4 separate regions of the Mus musculus genome follow, and all the other regions are linked to region 4. The links are chromatin contacts, called in public ChIA-PET and HiChIP or PLAC-seq maps. All regions are on one chromosome and are shown on one strand. The core of a region is the stretch at or near the end of the contact, and the rest is flanking DNA. Distances in the headings are between cores, read along the strand shown.

Region 1 (4,305 bases), core at 1,609-4,108, 290 kb before region 4:
GCCACCACGGCCGACTTTATCCCTCGTTTATAAGCAAAAATGTTTTGACTCTCAGCTTTCTCTGTGTCATTGGAGCTGAGGAGAATACAGATAATCCCTGAATAGATAATTTAACATTTGTGTGTATCTTAGATTCTTCTTCCTGCTGTTACTAATATTAGTAGTATTGTTGTATCCCAGGATTTTTTAAAATCATCTTTTAAAATTTATTTATCTTAATCTTATGTGCATTGGTGTTTTGCCTTCGTGTATGTATATGTAAGAAGGTCAGATCTTGGACTTACAGACAGTTGTGAGCTGCTATGTGGGTGTTGGGATTTGAAGCTGGGTCCTTTGGGAAGAGCAGTCAGTGCCCTTAACTGCTAAGTTACCTCTCCTGTCCCCAGCATCCCAGGATTCTTAAGTGTTGCCTTCTCCAGCTGTTAATAATGCTTGACTGTTCAGACAAGTTTGACAGGTGTCTCACCTCTCTGCAGAACAACTGATGGAAAAGCTGTGTGTGTAACAAGCAAGGCTGTTGAGTTCCTGTGGGTGCTTAGCTAGTCTGAATGCTATGTCAGACTTGTCCTTGACCTTCTTTCCCCAGTAATTATGTCTATACTTCCATGTTTCTTTTCTCTCCCCTAAATGAAACAATGAAAGGATGAGAGACAATGATGTCGTAGAAGAAGAGCATCGCAGGCCAGAGGACGCTCCTTCAGACCTCAGTGCCCCTCACTCCAGCGCCAGGCTGGAGAGCCTCGAAGGCTGTGCTGCCAAGACACCTGGGCACTCTGCAGGTGACGTGCCTGCTCCAGTGGACAGCTCCTTACTCTGTACTTTGTCCTCAGAGTCTCCTCAGGAAGCAGCTAGCAATGATGAGAATGGTAGAAAGCCTGACACCAACAGCAAGTCTGCGTCCCGGCCAGACGCTGGCACCAGCTCCCCAGAGGCCACTCCCTTAGACCAGGACATGTTCAACTCCTTCCATTTCTGGAGGACTCCTCTACCTAAAATAGATCTTGATAAAGAGCTCCAGCAGGACCCCGAGGAGAGACTCAGCCCAGAGAGAACAGGAGATGTACCTGCAGCCCCTCTACCAGGCCCTCCCAATATCACCATGGCTACCCGGAAGGAACTAGAAGAAATGATAGAAAACCTTGAGCCACACATGGATGACCCGGATGTGAAAGGTATGGAAGAGTCCATTGTACTATTTATTTAAAGGTGATTTTAAACATGCCCTTTAAGACAACATTGCTGGTCTGATTTGTGTGTCTAAGATGGCTCCTCTCTGCTGTTTGTTGTTGAATAGATGTGTTCACTCAGAAATCACCTTTTGCAGTTATTCAGTGTTTAACATTTGTAATTTTTAAGTTCTGAGTTCTGCTATATTCACTTTGCTCTGGGTCTTATTTTTAAAGAAGTGCTGTAGTCTATATGGTGGACATAGATTTCTGGGTTTTCACATGTAGGGTGTTTTAAGAGCTTTAGAGTTTTTTGTTTGTTTATGGTTTAAGAGCTTTATTGTAGAAAGGCAGGGGGAAAGAGAGAAGGTAGAAAGAGAGAGAAACCGGACGTGGTCACGTGAGAGAGGGGGGAAGGGAAAGAGAGAGAAAGAGAGTAAGAAAGGTGAGGGCTAAAGAGTGAGCTTTAGACTTTTACAAGAATAATTTCTTTTTCAAATTTGTATTTTAGAGGTGGGGGACATCACATACATGGCCCATGTCCTCCACTGTGGGCAACTGAACTGGTTGTTGAGTCCTAAAGAAAGCAGTCTTCTTACCAAGTGGACGATGCATTAAGTCCTTAGTGGGAAGTGGGGTGTTGCGAGGCTCTCCTTATTCTGCCTGCGGAGCTTAGGAACAGGGTTAGGAGCAGACGCAGTCAGATGGTGCTCAATGTTCTTAGGACTAGGCATGATGATGCACACCTCTAATCCCAGCACTCAGACCGACCTCTGGGAATTCTAGGCCAGCCTAGCCTATATAGAAAGTTCCAGGCCAGACAGGTCTACATGAGAATTTGTCTCTAAGAAAAAAACAAAACAAAAAACTTTTAAATCCTATAGCTGCAAACTTTTGCAAATCTTCAGATGTAATACCACATTCTGGATGGTTTTTACCCTTTTTGTTCCCAAAACTAAAATTTCTAAACTATCAGTTTGCTCAATTTTGAGAAATACCCATTTTTAAGCAAAAATAAAGTAAAATCTTAAGTAATTCTTTTACAACAGAAACCTTTCTTTTGGTTTCTTTGTTTGTGGGGAAGATAAGATCTCATTCTGTAGCCCAGGCTGGCCCCAGGTCTTCCTGCCCCATTGTCCTGAGAGCTAGGATTATTACAGTGTGACACGACATAAAACCAGCTAAAACCTTGTTTAAACTTTGAAAACTGTGGTCTGTGTGTTCAGTTAGCTGCCTTCTGCACTTGTTTTCATTTACTATGACTTTTAAGATTTCCTGTTGTAATTTTATACCTGAAAAGCATTAAATTTTATTACATCCTTGGTCCCTAATATTATTTTAATTTAACTGAATTTGATTTAAACTATCTCTCTGCACAGATGGGTATAATCTTGAATCCACAGGGGACAGAGAACGTGCTGTATTGTATTGTCTCTCTGAGTCTGGCTTATTCTGCACAGCATGCTTTCTAGTTGTGACCTTAATTTTGAAGATTCACTGGGGTATAGTTCCTACGAGTGGAAGCCACTGCCCTTCTGAATGAAGTTTGTGAGATGTGAGAAGTAACCCAGTGGCTAGTGACACAGCGGAGGTGGAGAACAGTTTCCTAGCCCGAGCATGGCCCCACCCTCTCTGAATCTTAGGACAGACAGCTCAGTGACACAGCAGCTCTGAGTCGATGGCGCAGCTCCTCAGCAGAGCCCTGCACTGCCTTCTCCCTTCTTCTCGCCCATCCTCAGCCCCCGATGAGAGGAAGCGAGCCATGCCCACAGCAGCTACCGTCAAGTGTTTGATGTGTTATTTCCTTTAGCTTCTTGTTTCAATCTCAATAATCAACCTCAGTTTTAGTAACTTCATCTAGCTTTAGTGACTCTCATTTTATTTTCCTTAAACTTAATTTATATGCAAAAGGCCAGCCAGTCTTTAGATCTATTCCAGGACTCTTGTACCTGTTAGTTCTCTAACACATTGTGGGCACTCAGTGAATATTAATAGAAATATTGAATGCACATTTTTTCAATAAGTAAAATGATAAACTTTTTAAGTTTCATAATGTGTGTTTTTGGAGATGGCTAGTATATTTGACTTAAAATTATACTGTAGTTAAATTTCATTATTAATATTACATGGTAACTTAACTATTTACATGCTTACATATGAATTATGCTTATAATTCAGTTATGACACCTAGAACAATTTAAATTTGTCATGTAGTGCTTTTAGATTTTATTAAAATCTGAGGACATTTTTGTTTAATCTCTGCTAAGTAACTAGTCTCCATTGTGTTACAAAATGAGTTGAACTTTTAGAAGGGCTCAATGGGGCTCTTTTTTCTTTTCTAGCGGTGCGTTATAGAGCAGGACTTGCCTTTAGTTCTCCAGAAAGCATTGGACTGTTTTAAAAGGTGCACTCTTGATCCAGGGCTAAAAGCAAAGGTCCGACCCAGGAGACCAGTGCTGTGCTGTCCTGTAAACATGGTGTCTTGACAGTAAGCCTGGGAGGAGAGGGAACGTGGCGACAGCCCTAAGGGAGCAGCTCTACACAGACCAGGTCACAGCCGATTGTCTGTAAGGCAGTACCGCGGACTTAGTTTCAGACCGCCTGTGATCATTGACGACGGTCTTTTTTTCTCCTGTGATTTTTAATAGTGAATTAACTGCTTTCACTAGACTACAATAGGGAAGGAAGGGGAATCCTTTTGCTAGCTGTGAGCACAGTAGGCTCTCAGGACAAGTTCAGCAGAAGATCCTACACAGTGAGACACAGAGATGGGAGAGATCCCCTTTGTAAGAGTGATGTGGTGGATCTGCAGAGCTGCAGTCACAGCCGGCCTGCAGCACATGGCCAGCGGCTCACGACACATGACACATGACAGGCTGGACATGCATGGATGGAAAGCAAGTCCATGGGAGACAGGGGACCTGCCTGTCAGACACGCGTGCACTCTGGGACAGTTTGTACAGTCAGCTTGGAGCACACTTCTGCTTTTGCTTTAGAAACTTGAAAGACCCCAAAGAGAGTTAAAATGATTGTCATGGTAACTACAAATTATAGCTGAAATTCTGAGAACAATGCAAATCACCAGAATGTCCCACGAGTAAACACTACTGTTTGCTTTATTTAGGTAATGATGACCCAC
Region 2 (4,675 bases), core at 391-2,890, 360 kb before region 4:
TTACAGACCAGCCAGCTACCAGTCAGTTGTCTCTGCTTTCTGTTTATCCCTGAGATGTGACCACTGCTATCACAGACCCGGCCGCTCCAGTCACCAACAAACCCTCTCAAACCAAGCCCTGCCTCTTCTGTAAGGCATTCTATTTTAGAGAACAGAAAAGGAGCCGACACAACATGTTATCTATGGAAAGTGTGAGCATTTTACAAAGAAGGAAGCTAAGTATGCCCCCAGAAGCCAGGCACTAGGTGCCAATCTTCCGCCCCACCCCCACCCCCCGCCGGGGTGAATCCACTGACCACACTGAGCACTTCAACAGCAGACCAAGGGACTTTTAAATCTAACAGGCCCCACCCTGGTAATCTGGTCCTCCTGCTTGATCAAGTTTTGTAAAATGACATTTCCCGGACCAAATTAATCAAGCTTCTGAGCTAAATTAATTAATGAGGAGCTGAAGAGAGAAGAGTTAAACTCACAGGGTTACTTCATGGTCACGGAGCTATGAAACTTCTAACAGTCCAAAAGACCACTGTCACCAACCCCGGCATAGCCACCATCTTTCGCACCTGCCAACCAGAGACAAGGCCTACCATAGTGGGTGTGGTGAAGGTTGGATGTAAGCTCACGTGAGCAGCCCAGTGTAGCCTAGAAACTGTGGCTAGCCTTGCTGCTTTGGCCAGACCTCTATCAAGTCCACTAAATCCTATTCTCAAGACCAGACCAGTCCCAATAATGGCCTTAGTCTCTTCACATCTAACACGGGCTCAGAATTGAGTCTTGACTTCTCAAAGGACAGAACTGGACTAGGGCCTGGAGAGACTGCTCAGTAGCTAAGAGTGCTTCTGGCCCTTTTGGAGGACCTGAGTTTGGTTCTCAGTGTCCACATCGGGCTGCCCACAAGTACCTCTAACTCCAGCTCCTAGGGATCCGACACCCTTTCTGGCCGGCCTCTTCAGGTTATCTAGACAGGGATACCATACACCCATGCAGGAATGTACAAACAAATAAATAAAACAAGCAAATAAATAAAACAAGTCTTTAAAAGACAAAAGCAAAACACGGAGCAGATTTACCAGTCTTCCTCCATCACACATACTTCAAACCTGGTCCAGTTTTCAATCAGATTATTTAAAAAAAATTTTTTTAATTCAAATTCACCTCTAAAGTGGTTTAAATAAGAATGGCCCCTAGAGGCTCATATATTTGAATGCTTGGTCTCTAGTTAGTGGAACTGTTGGGGAAGGATTAGGAGAGAAGGTGTGGCTTCATTGGAGGAAGTGTGTCACTGGGGGTGGGGCTTGAGGTTTCAAAAGTCCACACCAGGCCCAGCCCCTCTCTTTCAATATCAATCTCTTCTCTCTCTTCTCTCTCCTCTCCTCTCTCTCTCTCTCTCTCTCTCTCTCTCTCTCTCTCTCTCTCTGCCTCTTTCTAGTGGGTCAGATGTGACCTCGCAGCTACTGCTCCGGGCCATACCTATCTCCCCGCTGCCGTGCTCCCCGCCATAATGGTCACAGACTCACCCTCTGAAACTGTAAGCCAGCCCCAATGAAATGCTCTCTTTTAAAAGTGGCCTCAGTCCTGGTGTCTGTGCATAGCAACAGAAAAGTGACTAAGACATACCCATCCCACCCCCTCCTTTTTTTCTCCCTGCAGTGATAGGGACCAAATGCTTTGAGTGTTTTGAGCAAGCCTTACATGTGTGACACAGCTTTGAGTTTCAGTTCTCCCTCTGTAAGATGGACGTGATAATAGAAATTGTCCCCATACTCCCCTGTGGTTCGGTTAACAAAATATGTATTCAGAAGAAATTAAACATGGTCAGGAGGCATGGTGGTGCATGTCTACAGGCAAACACATGCAAGGCTGAGGCAGGGGAATAATGAGTCTAGACTATACTATACTCATCCAAGACTATACTTACTATGTTATTATTATTATTATTATTATTATTTAATCATTTTTTACAGTCCAGTTTTTATTCCCCTCCCTGTCTGCCCCCCAACTGCTCCCCATCCCATACCTCCTTCCCCCCTCCAAGAGGATGTTCCCACCCCCACCCCACCTCACCAGACCACCCCACCCCTGGGGTCTCAAGTCTCTCAAGGGTTAGGTGCATCTTCTCTCACTGAGGCCAGACCAGGCAGTCTTTTGCTGTACATATGTGTCAGGGGCCTCTCATCAGCTGGTGTATGCTGCCTGGTTGGTGGCTCAGTGTCTGAGCGATCTCGGGGGTCCAGGTCAGTTGAGACTACTGGTCTTCCCATGGGACCACCCTCCTCCTCAGCTTCTTTTTTAAAGAGGTGACCGCAGACCACCAATCTTTGGCTGTTTATCCACTCAGGGATGTGAGTCTAACTTTCCTACTTTGCTTCTAGACTGGCTGTAATGACCGTGGTGAATGGGAAGGGGGACTGTCATCCTAGGATCTGGGAGGCAGGACACAGAAGCCTTTTAGCACTCGCCCACCCTGAGTTCTCAGAAAATGTTTTGTGGAAGCATCCATACAACACACAACCCTCAGGACCCAGGGAGAAAAATGTTATAAGAAAAAAGATTCCTGATTCACTAGTCCAACCTGGGCACCAGGAATGTAAGTGACAAATAAATGAATGAATGGATAGATGGATAGATAGATAGATAGATAGATAGATAGATAGATAGATAGATAGATGATAGATAGATAAATTGTGTGCTCTGAACTTGTAAGTCAGAACGGGCCATCTGAGAGCACCCAGCCCACAGGGCCCCAGATTGTTCCTCTAAGCACAGAATGGAGCGACCGCTCAGACATTAGTGCTACCGATGACTGTGGGGACACTAATTCTTTTTTCTCTAGCCTGCAACAATTACAAGCCCATTGAGATTATATACCGACATCCTTCTTAATTACATTCTCCAGTGTTTCTATGAGTGGGAAAGACAGGAACAATGTCTGGCTTCAACCCAAGGCTGTGTGTGGTTCCTTCAAAGCCAGGACTGCCAAGACTCATGTGAGAACCGTGACAGACTATTACCGTGGTTGCCAGCCTATAACTGCTGGTTTTCTTTTCACCCAGTGACGATGGGGGAGGGCACTACTAGAGATTGACCCCAGGGTCTCACATACATAGGCACGTGCTCTAACTGAGCTGCATCCCCAGGTTTCCTGTGTTACTCTTAGGTTTTTTTTTTTTTTTTTTTTTTTTTGTTTTGTTTTGTTAGAATTTTTTCTAACAAATTATTTTATTTTAAAGATTTATTTATATATTTTATGTGTATGAGTACACTGTAGCTGTCTTCAGACATACCACAAGAGGGCACAGATCCAATTACAGATGGTTGTGAGCCACCATGTGATTGCTTGGAGTTGAACTCAGGACCTCTAGAAAAGTAGTCAATGCTCTTAACCGCTGAGCCATCTTTCCAGCCCCCATTACTCTTCATTTTGAGACAGGGTCTCTTTTAAGTTGCTCAGGCTGGCTCTAAACATTCTATGTGGTTCCATCAGACCTTGAATTTGTTATCTTCCTGCTTAGGCCACTGGGACTATAGGCCTGTATCGCCAGATCTGATTCACCCATCCATAGATATTCTTGTTAAGGAGGAAATCTTAGACAAAGTTAGTACACAATTTACTCTCTGTGTGTCCATGTGTTTCATGAAATCTCATGATTGCCCATGAGTTCAAAGTTAGTATGCGTAGTATATAATCATATATAAGTGTGTTTGTATAGAATTATGTATGTGTCTGTGTGGTGGTTTGAATATGCTTGACCCAGGGAACAGCATTATTAGAAAGTATGGCCTTATTGGAGTAGGTGTGTTACTGTGAGTGTGGGCTTTAAGACCCTAGTCCTAGCTGCCTGGTAGCCAGTATTCTCCTATCAGCCTTCAGATGATGATCTAGAACTCTCTGCTCCTCCTGCACCATGCCTGCCTGGATGCTGCCATGCTCATGCCTTGATGATAATGGACTGAACCTCTGAACCTGTAGGTCAGTTCCAACTAAATGCTGTTCTTAAAAGAGTTGCCTTGGTCATGGTGTCTGAACACAGCAGTAAACCCTAAGACAGTATGCAGATGTATAGATATATATATGTAATCATGATTATATACATAGCATATATCGTAGGTTATATGCATAACACTATGTATATAACCATGAGTGAGGATTTGAGCATCTTAGGTGCCACAAGAACTATGCTGAGTGAGGCAAAAGCAAAAGCCTCAAAGTAAGTCACATGTGTGCCTCACGCCGACAGCAGTCACATGTGGGAATTGGTGCGTTATATGGCATGCCAGCTCTATTGTTAAAATATTTACATTTTTGGTTATGAAGACACTAAAATTAACATTAGTTTTTATGTATGTTATTATGCCTTAAGTCCTCTTATTAAGAGTAGGCTATGAGGTGGAGGTGTAAAAATAACCCAATTAGTCTCTTAAGAGGACTTTTAAAAATTGATGTCATATTTATTAATAGCTCTTTATAAAAATGAATTGCTCTGGGAGGCCTTTAAATTTTTCATACCTCATTTAATTGCTTTTTGCGGATGAAGCCTCATGCGCTCTTTGCTTTATTTTGCTATCTCGTCTTTGACAAAGGACACAGCCAGTTCCATGTAGCATGCTTGGCGGCGAGGCTGCCACGGAAGCTGCCTGGGTCGGGAGGTTACGGGGTAGACGTTGGTGAGACCCT
Region 3 (4,256 bases), core at 1,259-3,758, 310 kb before region 4:
GATGAAACAGTTTGGTCATAGTCATAGAATTCTAGAGCCTGCATAAGGTGCCTGACAAGACCATGCCAGCTCAGCAGCCTGACAGTATGAAGGGGAAGACTGACGGCAAATAAGTGTCCAGTGGCTTCTACAGTTCTTTAGTTCACGATGAATAAGGTACCTTATGATTATAGAGTAGAAATGATGTGAAATTTTTCTGCACTAAGTAATTATTTCTATATGGCTTAGTGTTGGTTTTTAAACCCAGTTTGAAGTCTGTCTTTTAATAGACATATTTAGCTCATTTACAACTGGTTCCTAATTATAATATAGTTGGGTTTAAATTCCTCTCTGGCTCTTCTGTCTGCGGGTTCTGTGTCTCTCTCACTGCTTTTATATTTTTCCTTCTTTCCTTTGGGCTATTTATGGGCTTTATTATTTATTCATCTTTGATTTTTAAATATAGCAGTTGTTTTCAGGTTTATACATTGGTGTTTTAATTCTGGCTGGGACCCTGGCCTCACTAGTGTGTCTCATGCAGCAGTGTACCTGTGTTGCTGTCTTGGTGTGTTAGGTGGATGTGTGTACTTTGTGCTGTGTTGTCTGGGAGTGCCATGTGTTAGGTGTGTCTGTGTACCCACTGTATGCACTACTGGTTTCACCCCACACATTTTTGCTTCGCATTTCAGACCTAATACCTTTGTCTACTTATCCAGTTCCCGATAGCTTTGTTCCTCCACGAAGATCCCATCCTTTTATTACGTCTCCTACGAAATGTGTGCACGCTGCCATCAGTATTTGCATGCTTGAGAAAACCTTAGTTGACAGGTTTCTGGCTGTTGAGTTGATCTTTTCTTTCTCTTTAAAAATAGAGTTATGTGTATGAGTGTGTAGTGTGCGTGTATGTATGTGTACCACATGCATGCAGTGTTGGCAGACTAGAGAGGGTGTCAGATTCTCTGTACCTGCAGTTAGTTGTTGACCTGAGTGCTTTGGGAGAGCAGCGAGGGCTCTCAAACATGGGGCCGTGTTTTTTAGCCCTCCACCTCCATCTTTGTCAGGATTTTAAGGTTGTTGCTTTCCTGTCTTCTTATTCTGTTTTTATGTAAAATGAGTCCTCTCTAGTCTAAAAGACTCTGACTATTGTAAGCTGTCCCATTATATTTTAGATAAGTATATTTTCTTTATGGTTTTTGCTAATGGGATTCATTGAGCCTATGGATTAGTAGTTTTCATTAAATTTGGATTTTTCTAGGGTTTACTATATATTCAAATATAATTTTTTTTAAAGATCTGATTATTTTTATGTATATGAGTACAATGTCGCTGCCTATTACAGATGGTTGTGAGCCACCATATGGTTGCTGGGAATTGAACTCAGGACCTCTGGAAGAGCAGCCTGAACTCTTAACCACTGAGCTGTCATCTCTCCAGCCCTGTTCAAATATTCTTATATTCCCCCTTTTTCCTTTGGAGATATCACACATGTTTATATTAGAATGTCTGGGGCTGGAGAGATGGCTCAGCAGTTAAGAGCACGGACTGCTCTTCTAGAAGTCCTGAGTTCAATTCCCAGCAACAACATGGTGGCTCACAACCATCCGTAATGGGACCCAGTTCTGGTCTGTCTGAAGACAGTTACAGTGTACTCATATAAATTAATAAATAAACAAGTAAATCTAAAAAAAAAAATGTCTGACATTTTCCTTTGGTTGAATGATACTCTAGTCTGCTATGTTTATTTTTTGTTTCATTTTTAATGCTATTTTTTGAAGATCCCCATTAATTTCTTTTGTATTTCATTGATCTGACCTAGTGTGGTTTTCTTCTCGTTGTTTTTTTCCCTTCACCTGAAAGTCAGGGATTTTTGAATATTTATATTCCTTTCCTCCCTGTCCCCTACCCAAGTGTTGTGCCTGTAGGTGTGCACTGCTGTGCTTAGGTGTGTATTGCATGTCCAGCCCAAGCTGCACTTCACACATGCGGCACACTTGGATCGTTTCTGTGTCCCTGTCTACTGATTCTGTCTTTGTTGTGAGTCTGTAATCAGTACTACGGGAATCTTGCTTTAGAGTCTAAGTAGTTACCTGAATAGTCTGACCCTGTGTGCTTACCTGGGAAGCCCTGGAGAATTCTCTCGTTAGGTGGCCTGAGTAGTAGACTTGCAATATCCAGTGTGACAGAGACTTAGTAGGAGTCCTCTCTTGATCAGACTGTTTAGTTTCCCTCTACCCTTCAGCTCTCAGCATGGTGTAGTCGGTCCCCTCCCACAGCTGCTGCAGATCTGCCTGGAGTGTGGACAGATGTGCGGCTGTAGTGAGTGTTTTAACACAGACTTGTCTCAGCCTTAACTCTTCACATAAGTATTTTTCATGGTTTGTTTTCTTAACATAAGCCTAGTAGTTGACATAGGAGTATTTAATATTTGTCTAGTGAATATAAATACTAATTATAGTTTGTAGTTCTTCTCTAGTAAATAAAGCCAAACACTTCCGCTTTGGTGTCTTTATTATAGAATTGACTAACTCAGTGTTCCCCTTCCTGTGTTTTCTTCACCAGCTGTTAGTGTTCTCTGTGAGCATGGAAATTTGAGGTTCTTTGTTGGTTGGTTGGTTTTGTTTTGTTTTGAGACAGGATCTCGCCATGTAAGCCCAGTCTGTCTTAGAACTCATTATGTAGATCAGATCAGGCTGGTCTCAAACTCAGAGTTCTGCCTGCCTCTGCCTCCCAAGTGCTGGAGCCATTATGTGAGCTAAATATTTAAAAAAGTTTTGATGTTTTTGTTTTGGGTTTTGTTTTGTTGTTTGTTTGTTTGTTTGTTTGTTTTTGAGACAGTAGGGTTTCTCTGTGTAGCCCTGGCTGTCCCACACTTAATCTGTAGACCTGGTTGGTTTCAAATTCATAGAGATGCAGAGATCCACCTGCCTCTGCCCCCTGCAAGCTGTGTGCCACTGCAGCAGGGCTGAAGTCTAGTCACTGAATGCCTTTGCGCTAGTCTCTGGAGCCACTGACTGTGTGCTCCTAGAGGCCAGTAAGACTGGGTGGAGAAAGGAGGCCTGTCCCTGAGGTGGTGCTGGGGTGATTTTATGGTATTTGTACTGCTGTAGAAGCAGGCACTGCTTCGGCAGGCAGGGCCCTTGGAGTTTCAGCGCACTATAAGGATATTTCTGATGTCTCTGCTAGTTGATGTGGATGACTACAGCTCAGAGTCTGATGTGATTATTATACCTTCAGCCCTGGACTTCGTCTCACAAGATGAAATGTTGACACCCTTGGGGAGGCTGGACAAGTATGCTGCAAGTGAGAACGTATTTAACAGGTACGTGGGTCCTCCTCAGTAGGGGCACAGTCGCCCACCCCAGAGGAGGTGGCAGGTGCAGTCAGGCCCCAGCTTCAGCCTGATTGATCTGTATTGCATTTGTCCTCCACGACCCTGGTGGGTTGCTGGGTTAATTGATTACTATCCCGTGGGTTATTGGGGACTGTATCATTCTTCTGCCAGCTGGTGTGATGCGCTTCCTGCCAGTCATTCCTCTGGAATCTCAAGTCTCTGTTGAATTTCTTTGACTGTAGATAACAGAGCTCATCATAGGAGATACGACTTTTAACGTAACGAATGTGCTTTACCACTCCTGTGATGAGACGATAATTGAAGTGAAAATTGAGTCACTAAAATTTCCTAATTATTTGGATAAAGCTTAAAAAAAATTGGTAATAACCTTATCAGTAAAATCATTACCAAATTTTGCTTTTTAGAAATTACAGATTTAGTATGTGACTTGCAGTAAGAAAAACTGTCTTTATGAGACATAAGGATTCTGTATTTTGAATTCTAAATAACAGGTACTAGTGGCACTGAACACTATCTGACTTTCTCCTGTAGACAAATGGTGGCCCGGAGTTTGCTGGATACTCTGAGGGAAGTCTGCGATGATGAGAGAGACTGCATTGCTGTCTTGGAAAGAATTAGCCGATTAGCTGATGACTCCGGTATGTGTCTACAGAGAGACAGCACATTGTTTCTAGAAAGGCTTTTGCCACTGAACCTGTCTTTCTAAGCTACTGGAGAGACGAGATAGAAGATTTCCCAAGACCTTGGCAAGTGACCCCACCTCTAACCCCAACACTCTGGAAGAGCTTGTGTTCCAAAGCTATTCCGTACTACACAGAGAGATCCTTTCTCCCCCCCCCCCCAAATTCTTTTTTGAAAGGAAATTATTAACTTACTAGTTCTATGTGAAAAAAAAATCCAGTTTACATATGTCCATTTACTTAAT
Region 4 (4,853 bases), core at 65-2,564:
AACCAACCCATTCCCACAGTGGGATGAAGGTGTGCCGGGCACAACAACAGCATTGGCTCCGGGTGAGGGCACTGAAGGCTGTGCACCCACCCAGTCCTTCATCATCTCTCTGACCTCAGATGGTAAAGACTGATGCAGGAGGACTGCCCCAGACCCCACGAGAGGACAGGACAACTTTGTATGATTATTCCCTATCACATTGTTACCAACCCTGCTTGCAAGAGCTTTCTGCCTTCCAGAAGACTCCCCAGCTGCCAAAGAGGGAGCCCCTCCCTCCCCCACAAGCACATAGCTCACAACTTCCCCACGGCACATTGCTTTCAACATTAGATGGCCACAACACTAACTGACAGAGACCCTGCATAACCTGGCAATATGTAGGATCCTGGACATGCCCACTGTGTCTTCCTGTATGTGGTGTGTGTGTGTGTGTGTGTGTGTGTGTGTGTGTAAGGGTATCCAAAGAAGACAGAAGGGAGCACTGGATCATGCTGAAGCTGGAGTTACAGGTGACTGAGTAGATCAAAGTGGGTGTTGCAACCTATCTTGGATCCCCTGCGCCAGTAGTTAGTACTCTTAACTTCTGAGCTCTTTTTCCAGGTCCTGTACACATACATCTTTAAAATCATTTCCTGGTTGCTATGGCAATCTTTGCAGGCCTAGTGCTGCTCCCAGCTGTTTTTTGGCCGTGGGGTGGGGTGGATTTCTGTCAGCAATTCTTATGTGGCTGCTGACCGACTAAGAGCTCATCAGCTGTGGGCTGTCTGTGGCTTCTTTGGCCCTACGGCTTTGGCTTGCTGCCGGTAAGAAGGCTGTCTGAAAACTAGAATAAGGGATGCGGTAGTAGGGGAGACTCATCTGCCCCCAACACTCTCAAAACACACACACACACACACACACACACACACACACAGACTGTCCATCTACAGCACTGCTTTCTCATTCCTAGTAAGCAATATTCCAGTTTGTTTCTACGCAGAACTTGTGTACTCCAGGTCAAATCATACCGTATCTGATCGCTTCTACGTTGATTTTTTTTTTTTTTTTTAAGTTGGAGACTAAGGGACTTTACCTTTAGAGGTAAACACAGGAAAGGTAGGATCTTCTAAAAGATTAATTAAGCCACTGAAGTATGCATGGCTGGAACAGAGCGGGCGTTTGGAGAACTTCCACTTGATGTCCTATATAGTGCATATGTAGTGTGAGGGTTTCTTGGAGCCGGTAACAGGAGAGACCTGAATCTCCCAGACAGGAAAGGTTAAGCACAGAGTGTGGGGCGGCTTCCTGGTCTAGGCCCCGCCCACCAGCAGCCCGGAGAGCCGGAAGTCGGAGAGCCGAGCTTACAGTGGTGGACGCTAGGACCTGGGAGTGCGGGTCACCGGGGGGCGGGGACGCTCACGTGAGGACGCCGCCTTGGGGTAAGTGTGCAGGGTGGGCGAGGGGCGGACTGGGAGCGCAGGACCGGGAGGAGGCCGCGACCCTGCCGCCCACCGGCTGGAGGCGAGTGAGGGCTCCCGGGCGGGACGGGCCCGGACGGACCGGGAAGGCGATGTAGGGATCCGGCCTGCCGCTCCTCCCACACCCTGCAGCTCCGGCTGCAGAGAAGAGGCCCCGTGGCTTCCTGAAGATTAGGGGGAGCAGGGCGTGGGAGGACAACTTGCACGGTGCGGGTGGGTTGTGCTGAGCACTTTCGAAATTACGAATTACACTGGTGACACGCACATATGGGGGGGGGGGGTTGGTGATCTGGGTTAAGCACCGATCACTTAGAAACATTTCACTTATGCTAAACAACAAGCACGGTCTCTGTCAACATAGATACTTGACAGGCATGTGTGTGTGTAAGAATGTATAAGAGAGGAATGTTTATGTATTCATGGCATGCATGACAAGTGAAAAATAAACAGAAACGATTGGAGGCCAAGGTAGAACTGTAGTCATTTGCTGGAGGGAGGAATTATTTTTGTCTCAGAACAAAACTCACGACTTACAGTAAATTACGTTTACTTCTGAGCTATTTATTATTTCCCCCCACAAGTAGAGTGGCCTTCAATCCATTTTAGATGGTTTGGAAAATTCCCCTTGTGGGCAGGACCGAAAACAGGCATCTACCCACTCCTTACAGGGCCCCAAATGACAACCCAAAGTACAAGTCCATCAAAGGGGTTCCTTGGGGGAACCCCTGAGTTTACTGGGTTTACTTGCAGAATGCGGGGTTCCCAGAGCAGCAGAATCACCAGAAAATCCCCCTGCATAGATGATGAGTCCCCCTTACTAGTATGGACACTGAGGTTACTAGGTGTTGTGCACTTAGGGCAGAATTATTGTATATAACGGGCAGAAGGTGCAGAGGGGAGGGGCAGAACATGACCCACACCATGAAAGGATGTCAGTAGTCCACAGGCCTATCTTGAACTTCACTTTGGAAGTGACACTTGTCCCAGTGGAGATGGTTAGTGCTCAGAGTGTCCTGCACGGTGACACTCCAGACTTTTCCAGTGAGAGCCATCAACGTCTTTGCAATAGCGATGCCTAGTTCCAGAGTTTATTGTGAACATGAGCAACGATGCTGTATGAAGCTGGGGCTCAGGGCAGAATCTCTTGTCTTTCTCTTCACATCAGGACCCCCTGAGTAAACACAGGGCAGGGTATCAAGCAAGATGTCTGTCAGTTAGGGGACACACACACACACACAGATCTTAAAATGGTTTGCATTTTTGTGTATGAAATGACCAAACATACTGATTGATAACAATTTTGAATTAGATAATTGATTCGCAGCCAGTATGACGCACAAGGTAAGTATTTTACTGTTGAAAATGTTGTTTGGCCAAATTTCCTGAATTAAAATTGGGAGCACTGATAAATTCACAGACACTGCGAGAAGGAAGATGGTAGTTGAAATGAGGTGGACTGACAGACTTGCTCTGTAGGTATGTAGCTGTTATTAGCTAGTGAAAAGAATAGTTAGTTACAAATAGTAATTAGTGTTAGTAGTGGCGATATAGTATATTTTACACTGGAAAATAAGTTGAATAAAGATAAAACAATGTCACCATTAATTTTGATTCTTTTTTTTTTCTAAAGATTTACTTATTTTATTTATATGAGTACACTGTAGCTGCCTTCAGACACACCAGAAGAGGGTATCAGATCCCATTACAGATGGTTGTGAGCCACCATGTCGTGGCTGGGAATTGAACTCAGGACCTCTGGAAGAGCAGTCAGTGCTTTTAACTGATGAGCCACCTCTCCAGTCCCCTAATTTTGATTCTTACACCAGAGCTCATTCTAGGATATGCCTTGCCTAAAAAGAGTAATGGAGACTTTTCTACAAAAAATTTTATTTAATTATTGTGTGTGTGTTTGTGTGTACAACATATATATGTTGTGCAGATACGTGTGTGTCTTGTCAACTATATGAGGGTCAGAGGACAGCTTTTTGAAGTGGGTTCTCTCTACCTATCACGTCGGTAGTTTCTCATCTAGTGCGGGCTGGTCTTGAACTGTCTGTATCAGAAGATGGCCTTGAACAACAAGCTTGCTTCTGTCTCTTCAGGTGCTAGTATGGCTGATAGGCAGAGGGGTGAGTGTGGGGCTGTGTTCTTGACGTCTTGGTTCCTTCTCACAGGCATCATGACACCGGTGAAGACCCAGTGCTCCTTGGCGGGCCAGCTTTATGCAGTGCCCCTCATCCAGCCCGACCTGCGACGAGAGGAGGCAATCCAGCAAGTGGCAGATGCCCTGCAGTACCTACAGAACATCTCTGGAGACATCTTCAGCAGGTGGGACCCGCTACGACGCTGACCTGAGAGAGGGCCACCCCTTTTCTAAGTGGGATTCTCTGCAGCCCTCTGTACCTTCTGCAAACTACTTCTTTAATGACCCAACTAATGCCCAGTGTGGGAAGGGTATAAGGGAAAAGACCAGCCTGAGAGTTCACCACCTCCTCACTGTGAAATGGAGCCCCTTGGGATTCCTGCGGGCCTGTGGGTGGCAGTGGCATTTCCAGACTCTTCCCCACCAGATCTCGTCCTTCACCGACTCAGTGCTAGGTGCACAGGGCCCTGTGCTTCGGTCTAGCTGTAGATCCGAGAGTGGCGGTGTTGCTCTTCAGCTAGAGCATAACTCTGACTGGGCCGAGAGAGGCCTAAGAACTGTTGTGCCTTCCTTAACTCCAGCTGTGTGCTGAGGAGTGAATCACTCGATGGCTTTGTCCCTGTGGGGAAAAGATAGCGTGCCCCACAGATGCAGGTGGTCTGGTCCTCCACGGCAGGTGTCTCCTGATGTTCCCAAGACACACACAGTGAAAGTGAGATGGATGGAACCGCTGCTGCATTGACCCAGTAACAGCAGACTTCTATAAGCAGGGGGAATATGCTGTAAGATAATGGTAGCCGTTACACTCCAGTAAAGACAAGCCAGCGAATCTCATTCATTATCATTACTAAGTGTGTCCTACATAATTGTATGTGCTGTGCTATATGCTACTGGCCAAACGGGAGGTGGGGTGGGGGGTGGGGTGGGACTTTTCCCTTTGCCCTTTCTCTATGTAGGGAACCCATGTCCTCAGATACCTGCACAAGAATGTGACCTGTCCCCCAGAGCTACGGAGTCAGAATCGATGTCCATGGGGAGCTAGGCAGGGTCCGTGACTATGTGGATATTCTGACCAGCACAGCCCCAGCCGGTTCCTCCTCCTGCTCTCTTCCACCCTTCTTCCTGCCTCTTCCTTCCTTTTCTCTTGCTTCATTCCCTCTCTCTTGGTTACTTCCTTACCCTCTCCCTTGTCTCTACTTCCTCCCTGCTTCTCCTTCTCCCTGAGTGGTACCTGGCGAAGACAGGGTTCCAAG

What was found. ChIA-PET counts read pairs in DNA pulled down with a chosen protein or histone mark. HiChIP or PLAC-seq counts read pairs in DNA pulled down with a chosen protein or histone mark.
Region 1: a contact with region 4 is called in an RNA polymerase II ChIA-PET map of memory CD8 T cells, with 109 read pairs. The contact joins the enhancer-like site here to the promoter of Washc1 in region 4. A contact is called at or near these places in 15 of 39 promoter capture datasets (the C10 cell line, the HPC-7 cell line, cranial neural crest and 10 more), 1 of 15 datasets of contacts at CTCF or cohesin (the NIH/3T3 cell line), 26 of 115 datasets of contacts at active chromatin or transcription factors (the 230-238 cell line, the SCID.adh cell line, bone marrow-derived macrophages and 16 more) and 4 of 9 other capture datasets (adipose tissue, embryonic stem cells, liver and 1 more).
Region 2: an H3K4me3 HiChIP or PLAC-seq map of pro-B cells shows a contact between it and region 4, with 2.2 times the contacts expected there. The contact joins the enhancer-like site here to the promoter of Washc1 in region 4. A contact is called at or near these places in 5 of 39 promoter capture datasets (the C10 cell line, the HPC-7 cell line, cranial neural crest and 2 more), 3 of 115 datasets of contacts at active chromatin or transcription factors (bone marrow-derived dendritic cells, embryonic forebrain and pro-B cells) and 2 of 9 other capture datasets (adipose tissue and liver).
Region 3: a contact with region 4 is called in an H3K27ac HiChIP or PLAC-seq map of microglia, with 4 times the contacts expected there. The contact joins the enhancer-like site here to the promoter of Washc1 in region 4. A contact is called at or near these places in 15 of 39 promoter capture datasets (the C10 cell line, the HPC-7 cell line, cranial neural crest and 8 more), 2 of 484 Hi-C or Micro-C datasets (both in the G1E-ER4 cell line), 15 of 115 datasets of contacts at active chromatin or transcription factors (the SCID.adh cell line, bone marrow-derived macrophages, embryonic basal ganglia and 8 more) and 4 of 9 other capture datasets (adipose tissue, liver, macrophages and 1 more).

What each region holds. Positions count from the first base shown.
Region 1 is chr17:65,823,618-65,827,922 of GRCm38.p6, forward strand. Ppp4r1 (protein phosphatase 4, regulatory subunit 1) reads left to right here. Exons shown (of 20, transcript NM_001114131.1): 11 at 643-1,172. Among named protein-coding and RNA genes, the nearest start is that of Ppp4r1, 42 kb to the left of the region's middle. Within about 2 kb of position 2,859, at least 42 of the 459 cell types and tissues checked have an H3K27ac peak or open chromatin away from gene starts, as enhancers often do. A contact at or near this core is called in the HPC-7 cell line, the SCID.adh cell line, effector CD8 T cells and 2 more, where this site is marked.
Region 2 is chr17:65,754,366-65,759,040 of GRCm38.p6, forward strand. All of the region lies in intron 1 of Rab31 (RAB31, member RAS oncogene family), which reads right to left. Among named protein-coding and RNA genes, the nearest start is that of Rab31, 16 kb to the right of the region's middle. Within about 2 kb of position 1,641, at least 9 of the 459 cell types and tissues checked have an H3K27ac peak or open chromatin away from gene starts, as enhancers often do. A contact at or near this core is called in pro-B cells, where this site is marked.
Region 3 is chr17:65,799,998-65,804,253 of GRCm38.p6, forward strand. It overlaps Ppp4r1 (protein phosphatase 4, regulatory subunit 1), which reads left to right. Exons shown (of 20, transcript NM_001114131.1): 3 at 3,214-3,298; 4 at 3,863-3,969. Among named protein-coding and RNA genes, the nearest start is that of Ppp4r1, 19 kb to the left of the region's middle. Within about 2 kb of position 2,509, at least 18 of the 459 cell types and tissues checked have an H3K27ac peak or open chromatin away from gene starts, as enhancers often do. A contact at or near this core is called in microglia, where this site is marked.
Region 4 is chr17:66,110,232-66,115,084 of GRCm38.p6, forward strand. It overlaps Washc1 (WASH complex subunit 1), which reads left to right and starts at 1,315. Exons shown (of 11, transcript NM_026833.1): 1 at 1,315-1,418; 2 at 3,632-3,785. The coding sequence starts at 3,637.